Regions from separate parts of the Ovis aries genome. Here region 2 is linked to region 1. The links are chromatin contacts, called in public Hi-C maps. All regions are on one chromosome and are shown on one strand. Each heading gives the region's core, a stretch centred on a gene start, on an enhancer-like site or on the middle of the called end of the contact. The rest is flanking DNA. Distances are from core to core; before and after follow the strand shown. Region 1 holds the start of GOT1 (glutamic-oxaloacetic transaminase 1). Region 2 holds the start of SLC25A28 (solute carrier family 25 member 28).

Region 1 (3,675 bases), core at 76-2,575:
TTTTATGCTTTATTGTGGAAAATTTCAAACATATACAAAAGTTGTGAGAATAATATAATGGATGCCCATTACCCAGCTTCATTACTTGCTGCTTCATTACCATGTACCCCTTACCTGTTTTTTCCTCATCCCTCCCCCATACTCCTTGGTGAAAACTTTACCAGATCCTATGAACAGACATTACTGTGGGACACCTGATTCTGAACCTCCTTCTTGCCACTGCTTCTCTTCTACAAAACACTTCAATTTTTCTCTTTCTGAAATTTCTAGTCCTTCTATTCTGTCTGTTCCCTAGCACAGAACATGATCCTACTCGTGCTCTCTTCCTTGGCTTGCTTTGTATGTCCTTGGGTAAGTGTTGGTGCGGCTGCAAACATCCCAACAACGTTGATAGAAATAACAAATTCAGAGAAGATTAAGAGTTAAAGGAACTTCAGAGGCACTCCAGTCCAGATCTTTTTCTTCGTAGTAATAAAAAAGAACCCAGTGCTCTCAGCTGTCCAAGGTCCAAGAAATACATGCAAGAAATTATGATAAGGATGTGTGGAAAGAAGCTTCTACTGTCCACGTTCTTTCCTCTCTTTTCCACCATCTCTACCCATTTCCACCACAGCCAAAACATTCTTCCCAGATCCCAAGGGAGCATTATCCTGTCTCAGAAGCATTTTAGATCTTTATTATTTCACTTAACACCTGCTGATTTTAATCTCCTTGGGGCTAAAACCAAGCTTCAGTCTTTCCTGAAGCTTGATAAAGTACCCGACTGATACAGAGCTCTGTAGGGCTAAGAGGTCTCCTTTATCCATCCCCCAGTAGCCAGGACTCCAAGCCTATCAGGCTTCTTATTTTTCTCCTTCTCCTTTCAATCCCTGACTGCCCCATTTCTTAAGAGGCGAAAGAATGCAGTGTAATACACAATGAACACACAATGCAGAATCAGAAAACATGAGTTTGTGTCTTGACTGCTACACCTATTCTGTGTGTAAACAGATACATCTCCCTTTTCCAGGGACTCCATATACAAGGGGCAGGTTGAACTAAGCCTCGGGGATCTTGCCTCGTCTCCAAGCTAGACCTCAGCATCTCCTACGGTCTCCCACAGCCCGCTCCACTCCCACGCTGCTCACACTCTTAGGCACTGCATCCTTACCTCCCACACCCAGATTGACCTTGCGGGGGTCTGGATCCTCCCGGAAGTCAGCAGTTAGCTTAAAGACAAGGACCGGCTGGGCCTGAGGAACCTCGGCAAAGATTGATGGAGGCGCCATAGCTAGAAAGCAGGAGTCGACTGAAAGCTTCCACCCAGCGCCTGGAGCCTCTCGGTCTGGTCCAACCCCGGCGACTGGAGGAGACTCTCACCTTCACCTAGCCGGCGGGGGCGGGCCCGCGGCCTCCAATGGTCGAGCCGCGTCCGGAGCTTGGCAACGCGATTAACCAATCGCGAGCTTCTGACTCAAAAAGGACAGGAGGGCGGGGATGCTATTAGCCAATCAAAGAAAAGACTCTTATTGGAGGCCGGTAATGATGCAACCAATGCAACGTACGCCGGCTGGGAGGGGGCGGGGATAGGATTGATTGGCAGAGCATGCTCCTATCGCTGAGGCCGTTGTTCCTTGGCCCTCCCGGGGCTGAGGGGAGGAGCCAAGCTGCGTAGCGAGGAGGCGGCCTCCTCGACCTTCAAGGGCCAAGAGGCCAGAGAGAGGTAGCTGACGGGAATTCTGAAGGACTGGCCTTCCGGTACCCGCGAAGCTGGTGTTCTCGTTGCCAGGCCCGGGAGTACGCACATTCCTGACCCAGCCTGGCCCGGCTCGGCTGGCAGCTAAATCCGGCCTCTGCGCACGGGACGTGAGTCCTCGGCCAGGACGTGCAGTTCTGGAGCCCTCGTGGACGACCTTGACCATCTCGATCGGCTGTTTTCCCCAGAGAGAAATATTAGTGGGCCTCCTGCCTTGGTTTCAGACAGGGGGCCATCCTACTAAAAGGAGAAGTGTCCAGGAATTCCTTTCTGCCACCCTTACAGTTTGAGATTTTTGCTCCCCTTGCCTTACTGAGAGCTTGGTCCTCAAGGACCTTCCGGATCCGGGCGCGGCCTCCCCCTCCAGCTTTTCTCCCACGCGGGCACTCAACCACATCTTGCTGTCGTCAGCTGGCCCGGACTCAAACTGTCTTCTTTTAGTCAGGCTGTTCTTTCCTCCCCAGCCCCTCTCTTCACCTGTTGACCTTCAAGATCCAGAGCAAATGCCTCTTCCATAAAGCTTTACTTTAACCCTCACTCCGCTTAAAATCCATCTCTCTTGCCTATGCTTCTGTATCTTGTTGGTAATATTTTAGAAAAAGCCCAGTTAAGAACCCAGCTCTGGAGGCAGACTACTTAGGTTTAGAGTCTAGCCCTACCACTTACCAACTCGGGCAAGTCTAGGCAAGTTATTTAACCTCTCAGTAAATGGAGACAATAGTACTTTCCGTAAGAGTTGTTGTGGGGATTATATGAGTTAATAAATATCAAGTGTTTAGTTGCACATAGTAAGCACTCACTAAATGTTGGCTATTGTCATCATTGCACATCTGCACACCCTTGGCTAGAGATCTTAGTATTAGTCTCCCTTAATTTCTTGCACTTAGTAAGTATTCAATAAATGGTGGGAGAACCTGTTCTTTTGGTTTTTCAGAAAAAAACACAATTCTTCAGCCTCGCTTCATTGGATAATATGACAAATCTCAAAATGACTCTTTCATTCAAAGTAACAAAGCCAGAAGACCTTTGTGCAACAGCTGCCAACCTTTGTATCATTTGCTTCTTTTCAGAAATTTAACCTCTAGTTTTAAAGGTCCACAGTGTTTCATTGACAGCGCTTTCCTTTAAGATTGCAAGTTCAACACTGAAGGTGAAATGACAATGAACTTTACGTGCTTCCCTAAGCAGAGGCAAAGGGCAACTGCTGAGTGGGATGTTCTATAGCCCAGCCTTCCCAAAGTTTGATTTAAAAGTATGGTCTTCACAGCACTGGCCAAAAATATCATGGTCACTATTTACGTCATTCACTGGGGGGAAAAACAACCCTAGGTTACCTCAACATTATCAGCTTAGCTAAGTCCAAATAAATATTGATTGGCAACCTAAACAACCCCATAACCAAATCAGTGCTGATGAGGGTAAAGTACCTTAAGCAGTTTTTCTTCATGTCTTCATAATATCTGTTCTGAGTTTTAGAAAAGGACAGTTACTGGGTGTTAGGGGAGGAGATTATGTATTATGTGGGATCCAAGTCTCAAGTTTTTTTGATTAAGTTCAGTACTCCTCTCTTGAGCCCTGCAAGCTGCCCCTCTAACTAAACTCCGTGTATTGAAGTAAACAAAATGCTTTCCAGGCCATCGCTAATTTTAACACTTAGAATGAATTTAAGATTGCCTCCCTGCCAATGGATAATTCAAAGGATTCTTGAGAAGCAAACATTGCCCAGACAAATAGGCAGCCAGGGTAAAGAGTCCAGGGAAAGGGCAGTGAGGGTCAGAAGGAAGACTGGCAGGTATTCCCCCTGCCTCCTGACTTCATTAGGATTATCTGTTCAAGGGACTGTCTGTACCTACAATCTCCCTTCTGCCTTTTTCTTTTTTCTTCAAAAGAATTGAAAGGGAAGAGGTGGGAACCATACAGCAACAACTTGATCAGGAATG
Region 2 (4,023 bases), core at 716-3,215, 160 kb after region 1:
CCCAAGGTAGTGGGACAACACTTAAATTGAAAAGCTGTGGTAATACTTCTAAGTCAGTCACTGTGGTAATATTTCTAAGTCAGTCACATTATTACATTGCATTTTTCAAGCCATTACTCTCCTTGATCCAGTTTTCATTTGCTACCCATCCTGAAAGACAGCACCCTAGACTATCTACTCTGAGACTCTACTCACAGTTCAAGTATAGTGAGGTTTACTTTGCAGTTAGATGTTAACTTTTGGATACACAGCGTCAACAACTCATAGTCATTCAATCTAGATTCTATATAAATGTCTGAGGAATCTTTTTAATTTGTACTTATCCGACATTTCAATGTTGTTAGAGCACTAGCCATCCTCTTACTCCTCTCTCATGGATTTTACTATTTATTTCTATTCCTCCCAAGTTAATACTCTCCTCCTGAACATGTAACCTTTCCCTAGTTTGAGAAGAAGACATACATCCAAGAGCTGTGAGAATATTTTTCGACTCTTACTCTTAACATGTAAAGGAAGAACCAGTCTCTGTCAGTATATTTATTTCAACAGTCCCCTTGAGTTTACTTCTCACTCAGCTTATTTAGTGGTGGCTCCTTTGCCAATGCACAAGAATAAGAACTGTAAAGAACAATGCATTCCCCCTCGTTACCCAGCTTTCTTCAGAAACACCTAGTCACTACCTAGTCTTGTACCCACTCAAGAGCCTGCTTGGTGTGGATGAAATTACTTTCACTTTCCCAGGAATCATGCCCTCAGGTTGGTCCCGTTTCATTTTCTTTACACTAACATCTACTTTCTTCACACTAACATCTATTTTCCAATACTGTCATGCCTCCCTTATAGGCAACTTTTCCCTTTTTGTCAACTTCAAGTGGCTAAAGATATACACTATGAGGTCCATCCCTCCTAGGAGGGGTGATGTGCTCCCTGCACACACACAACCCCAATCCCAGCTAAATTTTCATGTTCAGGAAATAGGTGGGGTATCAGGCCTGCTGCACTGAGAAACCGAAACTTTTTCCTGGTCTTTCTCATACTATTTCCAGTCAGGAACTCTGAATTCTGACTGTACAAAGATTTCCACTCACTCATTGATTAAGATTTAATAAGTAAATCTTTCATCTAGCTGAGATATCCCAGACTCTGGTTCCTGCCCTGTCACTTGTAAACACACAAGATTAGTTTGTAAAAGCAATCGGAACATCTCTAACTTTTAAGATCCTGTTCTGGGTCTTCAATAAGCGTTACCTTAATGAAGTTAGTAGCACTTACCTGTTCCTTTCCCATCCCACCCTATTCCTGTTTAGTCCCAGATGGGATCCAGGGTTTTGGCTGACAGATTTCCTTCCCAGAGTCCGGATTCAGATCTCACTGACGGTTAGAAATGGGTCCCGATTCCTGACTGGGATCAATTCCCGGCTGGGACCTTGCTTGCACGGAGTATCGGTCGAATAGTGGGGTGGTGGTAGGAGCCAGAAAGGAAACCCTGTCGGCTCCGGCTCTCGGCTGGGATCCTGGCTCCAGGCATGACCCAGGGGGTCGGGTCAGCCCCAGGTCGGGTTCGGAGCAGGTCCAGGTCTCACCTTGACGCAGTCGACGGGGTACATCACGCAGTGCTCCAGGATCCCTGCCACGGCGCCCGCCACCATGTGCGTGGTGACAGTGGTTCCAGCCGGCAGCGCCTCGTAGTCCGGGCCGGAGTCCGGATCCTGTCGTACAGGGGGCCTGCAGGCCCCGGCCTCCCCGCCGCTGGCCCCCCGGCCCACGCCCCGCTGCAGCCACCCGTCCAGCAGCGCCGACTCCCCGGGGCTCCGCCCCGGCCCAGCCGCCGGCCCCCCCGCCACACCGCCAGCACCCCGCCCCTCCAACTCCATCCACCCGGGCCAGCTGCGGCGCCCACCCTCGCCACCGCCGCCACTGCCGCCGCCGCCCCCCAACCCCGTCGCGTCTGCCTCAGGCGCGGCCCAGAGAGCCGGGGGCCTCCGGCTCCCGCTTGGCCCCGAGGACACGCCCCTCAGTCAGCCATTGGTGCAGCCGCCAAGTTAGCTCCGCCTCTTAGTTTACGTAAAAAAATATGTCTGTGGTATTAGTGAACTTGCCTGTCATTTCTTCGCCCCGCGGCGTTGCTACCGCTTAGATCCCACCCCTTCCCCTTTGATCTTGGAAGCTTCTTGTTTATTGGCCATTTGATTGGCCAGCATGTAAGATCAACCCGCCCTCCGACTTTTCTGGAGGGCGGGAGAAACTTAAGGCTGAACTTTGATAGGCTCAACCACCCTTGATGCTTTGACCCCGGCCATTGGCTAGCATCACGTCGGGATCTGATTGGCTACAGGAAGAGGGTGAAGCGCCCAGGGGCTATCGAGGCGGAATTTGGGCCCCAGACTGGCGCCGGTGGAGCTGTGTGCGCTGAAGGCTACATCGCTTTGGGGGGGTAGGGAGGGGGAGGGGGGGAGGGCGGTACTCGGCCTTCAAGGTCAAACCGCTGACTGGTGCCGTTAAGATCCGCGCTCAAGCGCCTGCCCCGAATCCCTAGACTCGCAGGTTGCGTGCGGACTGGTGGCCCTGGCGCGAGAGCTCTATTCCCGCGGGATGTCGGGCTGACGTGGGGCGGAGCCGGCCTGGGCTTGGCATCCCCTGGCGTGGCCCACCGGTCTGTCACGAAAGCTGTTGCGACATGCAGGCAGCGGCCGGTTAAACTCTTGTCAGGTCGGGAGTGTTGTTCCCTGTGGGCCATGTGCGGGCACACTCCTGAGGGCTCGGTGCTCCTCAGGCCCCAGAGTCACCCAGTAAACCCCCCAGTTCTTGAGTGAATGAGTTGGGAGACCTGCTGACGTTATACCCTGAGTCTAGCCGAGAACTGAGGCCGGGAAGAGAGCTGTCGACGTCGGGGCGGGAAGATTCAGAGACAATGACAGCTGGGGAGGCTGGGCAGGAGGCAGCTGCTGCCCAAACACAGCAGGAAAGTGCGTCAAATAGGGGAAGCTTGTCCCTAAACTGACTCACTGATGAGCCCCTTCCCGGTGACGATTCCTTTGTTTTAAGACGGCTCTCCCTCGCAGACAGGTGGGCTGGAGTCTCAGAGGGACGCTTATGGTTAAAGAACAATGTCAGCAGCCCCCAGCCTTGAGCATCACCTGGGCCGTGAGGATACACAGGTGGTGCTTTGCTATGGCTTCAGGCTGGGTTGATGAACACAGGCTTTCCGAACTCCGTCTGCCCGGCTTCAGTAACCCTTCACTGGATCGTGTTTGCACAAGTTTCTCCAGCGTTTCCAGATAGGTCTCTACTCCCACGTTTACTAAAATGATGATGTAATTGTGAACTTAAAAAAAAAAATCTGTTTCTAGCTTTTGCTTAGATAAGCAGTTTTTCTTTTTCTCTTTAAAGCTTAGCCCTTTTCTGGGCCTCCGAGTTTTTCATTTTTTAATTAACAAACTCACTTATTTTCTTCCTATTCAGCAATAGCTGTTTACCGTTTGGGTCTTGACCTTTTGAAAAATAATGAAACTACAAATCCTCATCCCTGCACCTCTGACCCTGTGCACACAAAATTTTGCCTATAATTTCTGAGTTTGCAGAGTCCCTAAAAGTGACTTGTGGACCCCCTAGGGGTCCATTAACTTCCAGTTAAGAAGCCTGGGTTTCGTAAAAAAGAAACTCACTCAATCCTGCTAGAGTACTAATTTCCCTTAACTGCCAAACTGCTCTACTAATGAGCTATACCTGCCAAGTCCTTTCTCTTAAGCCCTACATTTTTGCTCTTTTAATCTGTGGTCACAAATGACCTTTCCAAATCCAATGTTCTTTTTCTTATTCCCATTTTTCACTAAGAGGTAACACTTGCCCATCATTGACCCATCACTCACTGAAACCTTGTCCTTGTTTCAGGAGACACTACCCTTTAGACTTCTGAATCTCCTACACTTTTCTACCCACTAAGGGGGAACATTCCTAAAGGTTTAAATACTTCCTATTCATCTAATAGTTTACAGAACTTTGCTATTCCAAATCTGTTTTCCT

What was found. A called contact is a pair of places that touch in the nucleus more often than the background predicts.
Region 2: a contact with region 1 is called in a Hi-C map of tail adipose tissue, with 2.2 times the contacts expected there. The contact joins the promoter of SLC25A28 here to the promoter of GOT1 in region 1. A contact is called at or near these places in 3 of 16 Hi-C or Micro-C datasets (muscle and tail adipose tissue).

What each region holds. Positions count from the first base shown.
Region 1 is chr22:20,240,028-20,243,702 of ARS-UI_Ramb_v3.0, forward strand. GOT1 (glutamic-oxaloacetic transaminase 1) reads right to left here and starts at 1,326. Exons shown (of 9, transcript XM_004020100.5): 1 at 1,151-1,326. The coding sequence starts at 1,268. It overlaps LOC132658410 (a long non-coding RNA gene), which reads left to right and starts at 1,673. Exons shown (of 2, transcript XR_009598038.1): 1 at 1,673-1,845.
Region 2 is chr22:20,403,383-20,407,405 of ARS-UI_Ramb_v3.0, forward strand. SLC25A28 (solute carrier family 25 member 28) reads right to left here and starts at 1,966. Exons shown (of 4, transcript XM_012103183.4): 1 at 1,584-1,966. The coding sequence starts at 1,874.